Regions from separate parts of the Mus musculus genome. Here regions 2 and 3 are each linked to region 1. The links are chromatin contacts, called in public Hi-C and HiChIP or PLAC-seq maps. All regions are on one chromosome and are shown on one strand. Each heading gives the region's core, a stretch centred on a gene start, on an enhancer-like site or on the middle of the called end of the contact. The rest is flanking DNA. Distances are from core to core; before and after follow the strand shown.

Region 1 (4,345 bases), core at 716-3,215:
AGGGGTGGGTGGGTAATTTTGGTATAGCATTGGAAATGTAAATGAGCTAAATACCTAATTTAAAAAAAAACTGTAAAATTGGGGGCTGGAGAGATGGCTCAGCCGTTAAGAGCACGGACTGCTCTTCCAGAGGTCCTAAGTTCAATTCCCAGCTACCACATGGTGGCTCACAACCATCTGTACAGCTACAGTGTGCATATATACATAAAAACAAATAAATAAAGCCACCATGTGGTTGCTAGGAATTGAACTCAAGACCTTTGGAAGAGCAGTCCATCCTCTTAACCACTGAGCCATCTCTCCAGCCACCAACATCCTTGTTTCTTATGCCTTTGGATTGTTATCTTGTGGCTGTTTTGTCTACTATTCATGTTCAGGCTTTTGTATATGGACCCGTTTTTCATTTCTTTGTGGAGGGTGGGGGTGGATGTACATAAGAGTAGAATGCTCAAGCATATAGTGGTTCTATATCAAATGTTTGGAAGTAATGCCAAACTGATTTCCACAGCACTTGCAATGTTTCATAATCTCATTAGGAAAGTATCAGATTTCAGTTTCTCTGTGTCCTCATCATCATGAGATATATTTTGAAAAGTTTTCCTGGAACTCTGAGACAGCTCAGGATAGTTTAAATGATCTGGTTGCTTGAACATCATTTTTACCCTCAACTTGGGATCACAGAACTGTTAATATAGAGCAGTGTTTCTTAGTCAGGGTTTGTATTCCTGCACAAAACATTATGACCAAGAAGCAAGTTGGGGAGGAAAGGGTTTATTCAGCTTATACTTCCACATGGCTGTTCATCACCAAAGGAAGTCAGCACAGGAACTCACACAGGACAGGAACCTGGAGGCAGGAGCTGATGCAGAGGCCATGGAGGGGTGCTGCTTACTGGCTTGCTTCCCCTGGCTTGCTCAGCTTGCTTTCTTATAGAACACAGGACTACCAGCCCAGGGATGGCACCACCCACAATGGGCTGGGCCCTCCCTCCTTGATCACTAATTGAGAAAATGCCTTTCAGCTGGATTTCATGGAGGCATTTCCTCAAGGGAGGCTCCTTTCTCTGTGATAACTCCAGCTTGTGTCAATTTGGCACACAAAACCCAGCCAGTGCACAGTGTTTCTGCACTGAGAACAACGCCGAACACCTATTTATCCCGCATTCACACCTGTTTAACCTTACGGCTGTTTTTGACGATCCATTTCTCTCTCTCCACCATGCAATTCCAATCTTGTGAAAATTCCCATTTGCTCTCATCATTTCATAAATCTCAAAATTGGACCAAAAAAAATCATAAGAGACAAGACTTGAACGTAGGTTCATTTGTGTGTATTGTTTTTGTTTTTGTGATACCGAGGGGTCCATGAATTTAGATTGCAGAAATCCAAAGTAGAGACTTGGTCTCCCACCCACGCGTAAAGGGCACCTTATCTGAATGGGGTCCCTTGCACTGAGAAAGACAAGTTGTTTTAAAAAGTGTAGTTAGTCTCTATCGTCAGCAGAGGGCAGACCTCAGCAGCCTGAGAGCTGGTAGCCAGGATGCGATCTTGACACCGCGTTGCGTCTCTGAGGGCCTGCAGGGGGCGCTGCAGCTCACATCAGCTGCCAAGGACGCTGCCGTCACCAGCTGCTGGCTTCTGGCTGTTGCTACTGTTCCTCACATGAAGCTGGGGGAAAGAATTCATCATTTGAGAGGTTGAGAGAGGAAAGGGCACGCTGCTGTCTTCCTCAAGACACTGGCCTGCTGCAGACATCCGGGAGGTTTACATTTTTGGGATTCAATTCGGTCATCTGAATTTATCATGGCTACAAAGAATATAAAGTCAAAGAAAAAAAATTGTATGTTAAAGTTTTCTAGTGACAGTGTACTTTTCTGAACACGGAACTAAAAAGGATAAACAGCCGCGGGCTAGGGACAAGGTTGAGTGACCCCCATCAGGACCTCCACGGGAACGTTTCCTGCTGTGAGTCAGTTTCTTCAGGGAGAGCAAGAGATGGAAACTCCATCTGACAGACCTGATACCGACTCTGGAGTTCTAAAATAGAACTCTGACACGTTTGGGCTAAACGCCTTCTCCTAGGAAGCAAGATTCTCGGCTCTGCATTTCAGAGGCAGATACTGGGGAAGACTGGTTGCTTGGGTTTTTAGGGTTTCTTGAGGTTCATCCGCATCTAGAACTGATGTGTGAATTGTGTTATTTCTTGGCCTATCATGCCTATATGCAAGCTATTCTGCTATAATAAATGAGGCTATTTAACTTTTTTTTTCTGTTTTCTTTTTCTTTTTTTTCTTTTTCTGTTTTTGAGAAAAAGTCTTATTCTACAGCCCAGGCTGGCTTGACATCCTGTAACCCAAGCTGTCCTCAGTCTGCTGACACCGCTCCCCGCTCAGCTCTCAGCCTCCCTCAGTGCATACACTACGTCCCCTTAAAGGACTTAACACTTTTGAGGAAGTCTTTATGGTCCTCGTTTTTTTAAAAACAAGAAAGCCACAGCTGTTAAAGTTCAAAGTCACGGAGTGAACCCCTGACAGAGGAGAAAATGCCACAAAATGGCTAATCTCCCTTCAGGGCTGTTGACAGTTAGTGTGCTAGTATCAACCGGTGTTATCACATTCCTCAGAAGAGGCCTGGCAGATGAGGGGCAGGATGCCCACTTACATTTAGATTCCCGGCAAAGAGCAAATACCCTTTAGTCACACCCAAAATATTGCACAGGACATGCATACTTTTCCCGACCCCAGTAGACAGTTGTGGAGGAAGAGATTTCTCTCTCCTCCCATCACTAGATTTCGATTGGAGACTTACAACAGATTAACAAGAGAACAGTATAACAAATTGATTTTGTGTGTGTGTGTGTGTGTGTGACCTGGGAGACCAGAAACAAAGGCCCAAAGAATGAGAGAAGTTGTTTTTATCTGTGTGTGTGTGTGTGTGTGTGTGTGCCTCTCTCTGTCTCTGTGTGTGTGTCTGTCTCTGTCTCTTTCTGTCTCTCTGTGTCTCTGTCTCTCTCTGTGAAGGCATCTCTGAGTATCTTCTTCTATCCTGCTCCATTTTACTTTTTTGAGACAAGATCTCTTCACCAACCTGGAACTTGCTGTTTAGCCCAGATTAGCTGACCAGCGAGCCCCCGATTTCCTCTTGTCTGCCTCTGGGTGAGATATAGGTGCAAGAGATCTGACCTCAGACCCTCAGGCTTGCTCACTAATTACTTTATCCATTGGGCCACGCCCCATCACTGAGATACTGTAATCTTGTAGGCACTTATGTAGAGGTATGATTGCTCAAAAGGATGTGATCTGAGGCTGATAGGCTGGGAGAACTCAGACACTTCTCAGTGGCCCTGGAGCTTTGGAGAGAAGGGTGCTCCTTTACCTCCAGTGTAGGAAGAACGCCTATCAAATGAAGGACTTGAGATCTGTTTCAGGATGGAAGGGGGTCGGGGGAGAAAGAGTTTCCTGCTCTGTTAGTTACTTTATCATCGTGCTAGCCAAATACCTTTTGGGAATAAAGGAGGAGGATGTATTCTGGCTCATGGTTTCATAGGGTGCAGTCCGTACTTACTGGTCTCCATCACAGCACCAAAGACTTAAGCAGAACATCATGTACCAGGAGTAGAGGGCGGCTGTTTACATCACAGAGGCAGCTAGTAAGAGTATGCGTGGATTGTGCGTGGCCGGTCATACTTTTAGTCCAGTACTTGGAAGGCAGAAGCAAGCAGATGTCAGCAAGTTCCAATCCAGCTTGATCAACATAGGAAGGTCTCTCTCTCTCACACACACACACACACACACACACACACACACACAGACACACACAGACACACACAGACACACACACTACCAGAGACCTAACCCCCTACCCTGACTATTTTTCTAACTAGTTCCCGCCCCTTAAATTCCCACCTCTTAAAAAACCTCCGTCATTTATGGGCTGAGCCTGCAGATCACTAATCTATATGGGACATTTCTCAACCAAACCATTTCTGTTGTTTTCTTAATGCTAAGATGCTGTATTTTGTTATGTCCTGAACCCCATCACAATTCGACCTTAAAACTACGAGCCTGGGGCGAACCCACGCTGCTCTTAAAATTCTACCGTGAGGTACCCTACAGGTCTATGGTTAATTTATGTTGGAGAGAGATTTCTGAGAAAGGCAAAGGTTTCCAAAACACACTAGACGGTTTGCAAGGAAAACAACCATTCAGGCACATCAAACCCGGTTACAAAAGAGAACAGTGAGAGTTGGCAATGTGGGATTCTGGGGAGCGACTGGCTGGTGCGCTTGGGCTAGGTCGGTGATACACTTTGAAGGCATAAGTAACAGGATAGTGAACTTTATGGG
Region 2 (4,345 bases), core at 665-3,164, 380 kb after region 1:
AGGTTGGGACATTTAAGGTGTTAAGGTGGCTTCACTGAGAGGATCTGCCCAGGTCTTCTATCATCTGTTTTTGGACATACAAGGTTTGAAGGTAGGTGAACAAGATTCTGTGACACACATGGTGTATGCAAAGGATAGCTTGGGGAGGAGGGAAGCAAAGTGGCTCACCCAGTAAAAGATTTTGCTACATAAGTGTGATGGCCTGAGTCATCATGGAACCCACATGAAGAGGAGAGGAAAGATCCAACTCAGCAAAGTTGGCTTATGACGGTCACACATGGGGCTCGCAAGGCTCAGTCACAGCAGAAACATACTGTGGTGTCCGGGACTGCCTTCCTACAGTACTACTGCATGCTTCTGCTGGGCTGTGCTGGTGTGTGCACATCTATGCTGAAAATGCTTTGTATGGTAGAGTATTTTAAACTATCTGTAACTGATACCTTTACAATTGGGAGACAGACCCCAACACAGCCTCCCATTGGTTTCTAGGAGTCAGCTCATTTATTCAACATATTTATTAGACAACAACTCAATGGTTAATGAGCCCCAGAACTTTCAAAGAAAAACAGTCAAAGACACAATTTATCACATACCCAGAGCAGCAGCAGAGTATTGGGTGTCTTTGGGATTTACAGTGTCTGTGTAGTGCCTGTGACACGCATGGGTGCTTCCGTATGGAAGTTCAGTGATGTTCAGGTTTGTGTACATGACTGTCTCAGAATGATAACCAGGATGAATGGGTGGGTGAGTGACAGGTCAACAAATAACATTGCTTGTACTCCATGGGCCAGGGACTTAAGCTTAGCAACCAGCATGAAAACCCATGTATTACTTGGCTTTCTAGAAGCATAAGGGACGACACACTGCTGAGCATAGGAGATACTGACTACCTCTGCTTAGGGTCCAGGGTAAACATGCTTCAGTAGGACCTTTGAGCAAGACTTGTATTCTGTAGATGGGGGAAAAGCCGTATGGCCCCTGTCAAGGCTACAATGCAGCCAGCCAGTGGGTCTTGCCCAGGCTCACATATCAATGCACTGATAAGAAATTAGGCTCTGAAGGAATATGTGGCATGGGGAAACAGTGAGGGGAACCTTCAATTCCAGGTTTGACTTTGGTACTCTCTACTGCCTTCAGAGGCAGGAACTGGCAAGACAGGAAAGCTTGTACAACAACTAACACATGAGACAGAGGAGAGCAGAGAGACAACTCAGTTTTGATTATGTCTTGACATGAAGAAAACAAGGAAAGTGGGCCAGAGAGATGGCTCAGTAGGCAAAGACTGACAAAGTGGAAGATGGATGGAGAGATGGCTCAGCCGTTAAGAGCCCTGGCTGCTCTTGCAGAGGACCTTGGTCAGATTCCCTGTACCCACATGGTGGTTTACAACCAATTGGATCCCCCATTTCCAGGGGATCTGATGCCCTCTTCTGGCCTCTACATGCACCAGACATGCATGTGAGACACAGACATACATGCAGGCAAAATAGTCATACACATACTTTTTTTTTAAGGTGGATGGAGAGAAATCAGTAAAGTTGTCCTCTGACCTCCACATGCTCCCCGTGGCATGTACACACACAGACATACCATGCGTGCACACAATGATCAAAGAATAAGATTTTTTTAAAAAGGGTAAGACAAATGAAAAGACTTGATGAGGCGTGTCATAAAGATTGAAAACAACTGAAAGGAGAATCCATAGGGGGAAGGGGTTAGTGACTTGTTGCTATGACCAGATACCTGTGTCAAGAAGCAACCTGGGAAAAGAAGGATTTATTTGGACACACACTCTAAGAGGAGATGCATCTACTCCATCAAGGAGAGGGAAACATGGTAGCAGGCACATGAGGTTGCTGGTCGTGCTGAGCCTGCCAGCAGAGAGCAGACATTGGACAGGAAGTGGGCTAGGCTATGAAACCTCAGAGACCCACTCTTTTTAGCAGGACTTTTCTCCCTTAAGATTTCACAGTCCTTCAAGCCAGCCCCACCGGCCGAGGACGAAGTGTTCAGATATATGAACCTAAGGGAACTTTTTACATCCAAACCACAGTAGGAGGGATCCTCAGGAACAGAAAGGAATTTGCTTTGTTTGGATCCTGGAAAGCTAACAGAGGCCCTACTTAGAATCACCTGGAACTGGTTAGAAGCCAGAGTCAGACTTCCGGGGTCGGGACTTCCGGGGTTGGGACTTCCCGGGTTGAGAAAGAAAGAAGCCCTTTGTGTTAAAGATGTGAAAGTGACCAAAGAAGCAGCTGGTACCCCCAGAGGAGGCGGGGCTAAAACGTGCTCTTGGAAGTTGTTTTGTTAAAAAGCAAACATTTGTTTTTGGTTTTTCCCCTTGGGCCTTCAAGATAACTAAAAAATGAAAGCCGAGCACCTCTGCCTTCTTTTGGTCCCTGTCTCCAGGCTAAAGAGACAGAGACAGAAATCAATGTCCTTAATCTGACCTCCAGAAGTCATCTTGGATTCCCAGCACAGCAGAAGACCACCAGACAGAGAGGCCACGCCCAAAGATGAGAATAATTACCCATGAAAGTCAGGCTGTACCCTAGAATGATCGTGTGGGGGCCATTTGATGCCTTTAAGTCATGACAGCCATAAGGAAGGACTTCTTCAAAACCCTTCACTAGAATAAGACAGAGACCAACTGATTGGATGTTTGATTATGCACACCCCTGTTTTCCTGCCTCGGTTCCTCCTCTATTTAAATCCAAAGCTTATGCCAGTAGTGAGGGGGGAAAAGAAAGAAGGAAGGAAGGAAGGAAGGGAGGGAGGGAGGGAGGGAGGGAGGGAGGGAGGGAGGGAGGGAGGAAGGGAGGAAGGAGAAAGACATGACAGTTCCTCAGTATGGTGAAGGAGAAAGTTTATTATAGAGATGTGGGAGAGCATAGCCAGAGGCTGACACATCTGGGAGAGTCCAGAGTGGTTGTGACCCTGAACCTCCTGGTGAGAGGGGGAGGGGAAGGGAGAGAGTGGAATGGAGCCCGGTACATCAGCCAGGAGGCCAAAGGTGCAGAAGAAAAGAAGGGGCAGGTAACCAAAATGTCTGGATTATGTAAGGAAGAGCCTCTGGGGGAAGAACAGCCTAGCCCCTGGGCTTGAAAGTTCATGGTAGAGGACGGGGTATGTCAGCCATATGCTGTAACAGGTAGGAACTGAGGGATACTGGGAGAACCTGGAGGCCTGATCCAATTTGAAAGGTTAAGTAGGCACCTCAGCCACTTGTCCTGGGTCTGAAACTTAACAATTACCCCAAAGGTGCCCTTAGGGTCTCCAGGCCCCTTTCTTTATCCCTCCTCCCAGTGTGATCACATTGAATCTGTTTTCACCTTAGCTGACATACTGGAGCATAGAGCCAAGCCTATGAAACCCCACCATAGGCCCAGCAGTGTTCTGGCTCTGTGGTTTGGATGGGAGCACATGGGTCAGCAAAGAGAGAGAGATAAACAGGGATTTCCAGGACCTTTGAAGCCCAATGGGCTGATGACACTCAGGGCTGGCTGGCTAATGATCCACTTGACAACACTTGATGAAAAACCCTTGCCTCCTTTTCCTGAGGGTTTCAGAAATATGTAGAAAGCAAATTGTGTTTCCCCACCTCCTAGCACAGCGGTCTTATTATTATCCTGTCACAGGACGAGGGACTCAAAGCCAAGACTAGTTCATTCTGGGAGCTTGTCTCCTTACCATCCACTGAGAATGAGGAATGTAGATAAAACCTGGCCAAATTTCCACAAACAGCTTGGGAAAGAAATACTGCATAGAATAAGACAGAGTTTGCGGCGCTTCCTGAACCCAGGCACTGAGATAAAGTGTGCTGTACTTACTGTTGCTGCACAAGGGGCTGTAAAGGATGCGTGTGGGTTTACAGCACCGAAGAAACCAAGAGGACTGACTGGCAGTGTCTGTTTCCAATAAACTGCGCCAGCATATATTAGTTGCTAATTAATGACCAGTCTGGCTGTGACATTTTTCACACACGTGTGGAATGTAACTTGATCACATTCGTGTCTCTTCCTTCCTACTTCTCTCTCATCTTCCCTCTTCCTCTTCCCTGAGTGCTCTTTCTTTTCCCCAGACAGTCCCCCTCCACCTTAAGATTTTTATTTCAACCTGGATTCCACACATATATCATATACATGATATATATGTGTGTCTGTATATATGTATGTACATATATTGCATAATCTCACAGTTTATTGTGTGGTGGTGGTTCCTTTTATTTTGTGTTTTTGAGACAAGATCTCATGGAGACAAGATCCCAGGCTGGCTTGAAACTCCCAGTCCTCTTAAGCACTGGTTTTACAGGCATGCACATCACGCCCATACTGTTTTGCTACTG
Region 3 (4,345 bases), core at 1,142-3,641, 280 kb after region 1:
GACTTAATCGAGATGACCCCAATAGGCACAATCTCAGGATAACCTGATCTTTGTAATCCTTCACTGGTAAATCATTCGTTTCTTCCCAAGTGAGATTCTACATTATGCCAAGTTGACAACTAAGACTGTCATACCAAAAAAAACAAGAAATGGTTGAAATTATTTTTTATTAAACTATGTGCCAAATAGCCACATTCCATTATGATGTCACTGTTTTCTGGAAGAACTTATCTATTCAAATGCCTCTCTCTGTTCATAGTGGACATTTACTCGAACTTTCTACTGATTACTTAAAAGTCCAGGCAGAGCACCATCTTAAATGTTGGGGGAATATGAGAGCATTTAAAAGGAGGAAATGGAAGAGGAAACTGTTGGAATTATAATCTCAAAGTTTTTTTTTTTTAAAAGAGGGGGGATGAAAATTCTAGTTCCAACTGTGTATATTCTTAATGTCTGTCTGCAAACTATAGTTTTACTTCTTTCTGTTCACATCTAGAAAGTGGAAATTGGCAAGATTAGTGGTTTTCTAATTCTTCTTCCTGAAGATGCAATGACTTGTGTTCAAAACCCCCAGACACCCACACTCTCTGCTTCTCAGTCACACCAGCTCTGTGTCTATGCTTTGACTATCTAGCCAACCAGTGGTTGATTTCTGGAACAAGTGTCAGGTAAACACATCGAGTCAATTTATTTGAAGGTTCTTGACAGACCAGTAATGCTTGAATCTGTAAGATCTAGGCCTCGGTTAGAGAGGGTTAGAGAGTAAAGACTTTTCTGTTAACTCTAGCTGGAAGCTGAAGTCACCCGTTCATTAACCAGAAGCACAGAATTTTATTTTTCCCAAGGCATACAGTTGTGTTGTGTAAGCCACCATGAAGATGAGTGAGAGGAACCGAGGGTACACAAGTCAGAGAGAAGGCGAAGTGCTGGAGAAAAGGGAATCCTTGATTGTCTCATCTTCAATGGCTGCTGAGCCAGGTGACACTTTTTATGATGGGTTTGTTAGAGGGTGACGGTTTCTGTGCAGTTCATGTCCCCTTGAAGGGAAGAATTTAACTGAGTGAAACAGAGTTTAAGCAGAAGTTTATTTGGGAAAGCAAAGGATAGTGTGGGGTGGTGAGGATGGTTGGGGAGGTAGAGGAAGGGAAGACGGGAGAGAGAGAGACAGACAGACATACAGACAGAGAGACAGAGAGAGACACACACACACAGAGACAGAGAGAGAGAGAGAGGGAGGAGCAGGCAGCTGACCCCTGGACAAGTAGCAGCTTATTGGGTTCTCTATTGTTAGTTTTATGTTTTTAATCAATATTTATAAGGTGGTTGTCATTCATGGGGATAAGGTGACTTTTGTTCTCCTTAGAAAGTCACTATGAATTGGATCTTCTCATGATCTTGAAAAGTTCACAAAGGGTGGGACTCAAACCATAACACGAATGATATTTTCATTATATTTTAAAAAGTTTTGTGTGTGTGTAAATCTATGTGTGGGGGTTTGTGTGTCACAGCCCATGTGTGGAAGTCATAGGAAAACATGTATGAGTGATTTGTCTCCTTCCACCATGTGCGCTCAAAGATAGACCTCAGGTCATCAGGCTTGGCGACAAGTGCCTCCTTTCGCCTACTGTGTCACTTCCCAGGCCCACACAAATTACAACGTAATGAAGACACAGTCGCTGGCACCTGCAGCCCTTCCGTTGGTGCATACATTTGGACATTGGAAAAGTGTGCTGGTATTTGGGTTTCTGATAGAGTGTGACAAACATACCTCAGCTTCTGTCACTAATGAACATTCAGACCATCGGGATACACAGCTACCAAGATACAGTGGTGGTTTCTTTGGCTCCCTCATGTCTAAATTCCCTGTGTGATTGGGAGACAAAGATGCCAAAATTTGAGCATAGTTTTCCTTGGTTACCTCCTATCTAACTCATTGACTACCAGATCTCAATGCTGGTTTTGCTTATAAACAAACATATTCTTTTGAGAAATAACAGCTGACAGAATGGTGCTGAGACTATTTCCACCAGGAACTGCAATCCATTCCAGTCTGTAGAAGCTCAGACTAGAAAACCACCCCAGAACTTAAGCTAACAGCTCCATTGACAAACAAAGCAAAACAAAAACAACAGACAGGGACTGACCTCCTCTCTGCCTCAGTCCAATGGAAAGCTTATATTCTGCATCTACTGCTGGGTACAACCCAACAGTATGGCTTTTTCTTTGATTTAAGTAGAAAAGTAAAAGAGAGCCTTCCAGAGAGTCCTCAACTACTGAATTAAGCTGGGCATGACTGTGTTGTTTCCAGCTTCCCGACCTTCCAGTGTACAGCATCATAAGTACTTTCTATAACACTTCTGCTGCCTCCCAAGTGACCACGAAACTGTTGGCCACACTAGGAAGTGAAGCATCATGATTCAAGTCATTCTGGGTCACCCTTCCCTTTCATAACCTAACCACAAGCTGAGGAGAGAAACACATCAACCAGGCATTTTGTCTATAATTACATTTTATCCCATATGAAACCCTTAATACCATATTCAAACATCACAGACCAAAAGCTATGTGACTCCAACTCTCTGAATCCCCCAGCTGCCTCTTACCTGTCTGCTACAGGTCCTTGAAGTGAATTCTTATCACTTAGGTATGTGTATCAGAAAGAGAACTCTGTCTCCTATTTCTTTCATATCTCCTCTGAGACCCAAGTAAAATGCTAAAAGGAGGCTAAGTGTGGCTGATATTCTTTTCTATTAAGGAGACTAGAAACAGTATGTTTCAGTTGCCATTTGAAATGCGGCAAATTGAAAAATACACACATTCATGTAATACCTACATTAGACACCTCCAAGTAAAAACTCAAAGAAAGGGAAGAGTTGATAGATGGGCAACTGTCTCTTATTTAAATAAAAACCGATTTGGATCATCAAATGCCTGCAGTAAACAATTTCCAAATGTCTCCTATGTGGCAAGTTCTGTATAAGTTACTGACGTGATAATGCTGGAGCATTCTCCTCCATAACTCAGTCACCTAAGTAAAACATTGACATTTAGTGCAGTGGTCTGAAGATTAGTGATGGATGCATATGGGTTCTTTATGCCTGGCCCAGCCTTCAGTCCGGAGGTTCACTGTTTGTCAGCTGTCTGCTGGGGTGGTCACGGTTAACTGAGATCTACATTTTCATCTTCCAGCCAGCTAGCGTGGGCACATTTTCATGGTGTGCAGAAGGCAGAAGGCCAGTGTTAGTTGCTTGGCAATCCTGTCTCAAAGTAAGTGCCCTGGATGGACCCAGAGTAGAGAGTATGAGAGAGCATTGCAAATCTACAAAGAACATGAATATTTGAAGAAATAAAAAATTTGAGGCTGTAAATGCCCTCTTCTCACAGATTCTGTGCCAATTTAATAAAGGCTACCTCATCCTCATTGAACTTCACGCTATCATAGAAGTCATTACTGTTGTACCTATTCAATAGTAGTGACTATTATCAGAGAAAATTACTAATGAGCTGGTAATTAGCAGAATTAATAGTTCCTATATTATAATGGTCTTCCATGTCCAAATGGTTTTGTAGGGTTTTTAAAAAGTGTGTGTGTCTATATGTGTGTGTGTGCGTGTTGGATTCCTAAAAAGACCAAAAAAGGGTATTGGATACCCGGAGATAGAGATACAGGTAGCTGTAAGCCTCCAGATATGGGATCTAAGCCTGAATCCTCAGGAAGACCCACAAGTGCTCTTAACCACTAAACCATGTAACCATGTCTCCAGCCCACATTCACTTGTTTATAAAAATATGGAAGTTTTGGGAGGGTTTGGAAAGAATGTATGGGATATAAGAAGGAAATAATTTGTTCTTATTCTACTTAACTCGGTTCATAATTCTTTTCCAAAAGAGATGGGCCTACCATATTTGAGTTATGCCAAATCAAAATCAAAATAAAAGAAAGGAGATGAAAAAAATTCTTCCTGATTCAAATACACACACATACACACACACACACTCATACACACTCACACACATACACACACACACTCACACACACACACACACACACTCACACACACACACACACACTCACAAACACTCACACACACACATACACATACACACACACATACACACATACACACACACGCGCGTGCGCACACACACACTCACACAGCTGCTTTGGGGATTTGGATGGGGAACAGCCAAGATGTTCCACATTTTATAAAGGTAAAGTAATTAAAAGAATCCAGCAGTGTCACCTGAATAAACACATCAGCAGAAAATTAGACAGTAGAGAAGTAGGTTAGAGTCCATCCAAGAATGCATCCTCTCATTACAGTGACAAGTCAGATCAGTAAAG

The links. A called contact is a pair of places that touch in the nucleus more often than the background predicts. HiChIP or PLAC-seq counts read pairs in DNA pulled down with a chosen protein or histone mark.
Region 2: a contact with region 1 is called in an H3K27ac HiChIP or PLAC-seq map of microglia, with 9 times the contacts expected there. The contact joins two enhancer-like sites. A contact is called at or near these places in 1 of 39 promoter capture datasets (stem cell-derived epiblast-like cells), 3 of 15 datasets of contacts at CTCF or cohesin (the NIH/3T3 cell line, large pre-B cells and pro-B cells), 3 of 484 Hi-C or Micro-C datasets (bone marrow-derived macrophages, cerebral cortex and cochlea) and 13 of 115 datasets of contacts at active chromatin or transcription factors (bone marrow-derived macrophages, differentiating embryonic stem cells, embryonic basal ganglia and 9 more).
Region 3: a Hi-C map of bone marrow-derived macrophages shows a contact between it and region 1, with 3 times the contacts expected there. The contact joins two enhancer-like sites. A contact is called at or near these places in 3 of 484 Hi-C or Micro-C datasets (bone marrow-derived macrophages and nephron progenitors) and 1 of 115 datasets of contacts at active chromatin or transcription factors (bone marrow-derived macrophages).

Annotation. Positions count from the first base shown.
Region 1 is chr13:45,029,471-45,033,815 of GRCm38.p6, forward strand. No RefSeq gene overlaps it. Among named protein-coding and RNA genes, the nearest start is that of Gm23104, 5.3 kb to the left of the region's middle. Within about 2 kb of position 1,966, at least 60 of the 459 cell types and tissues checked have an H3K27ac peak or open chromatin away from gene starts, as enhancers often do. A contact at or near this core is called in bone marrow-derived macrophages, where this site is marked.
Region 2 is chr13:45,412,092-45,416,436 of GRCm38.p6, forward strand. No RefSeq gene overlaps it. Among named protein-coding and RNA genes, the nearest start is that of Mylip, 25 kb to the left of the region's middle. Within about 2 kb of position 1,915, at least 25 of the 459 cell types and tissues checked have an H3K27ac peak or open chromatin away from gene starts, as enhancers often do.
Region 3 is chr13:45,309,315-45,313,659 of GRCm38.p6, forward strand. No RefSeq gene overlaps it. Among named protein-coding and RNA genes, the nearest start is that of Gm34466, 44 kb to the left of the region's middle. Within about 2 kb of position 2,392, at least 3 of the 459 cell types and tissues checked have an H3K27ac peak or open chromatin away from gene starts, as enhancers often do. A contact at or near this core is called in bone marrow-derived macrophages, where this site is marked.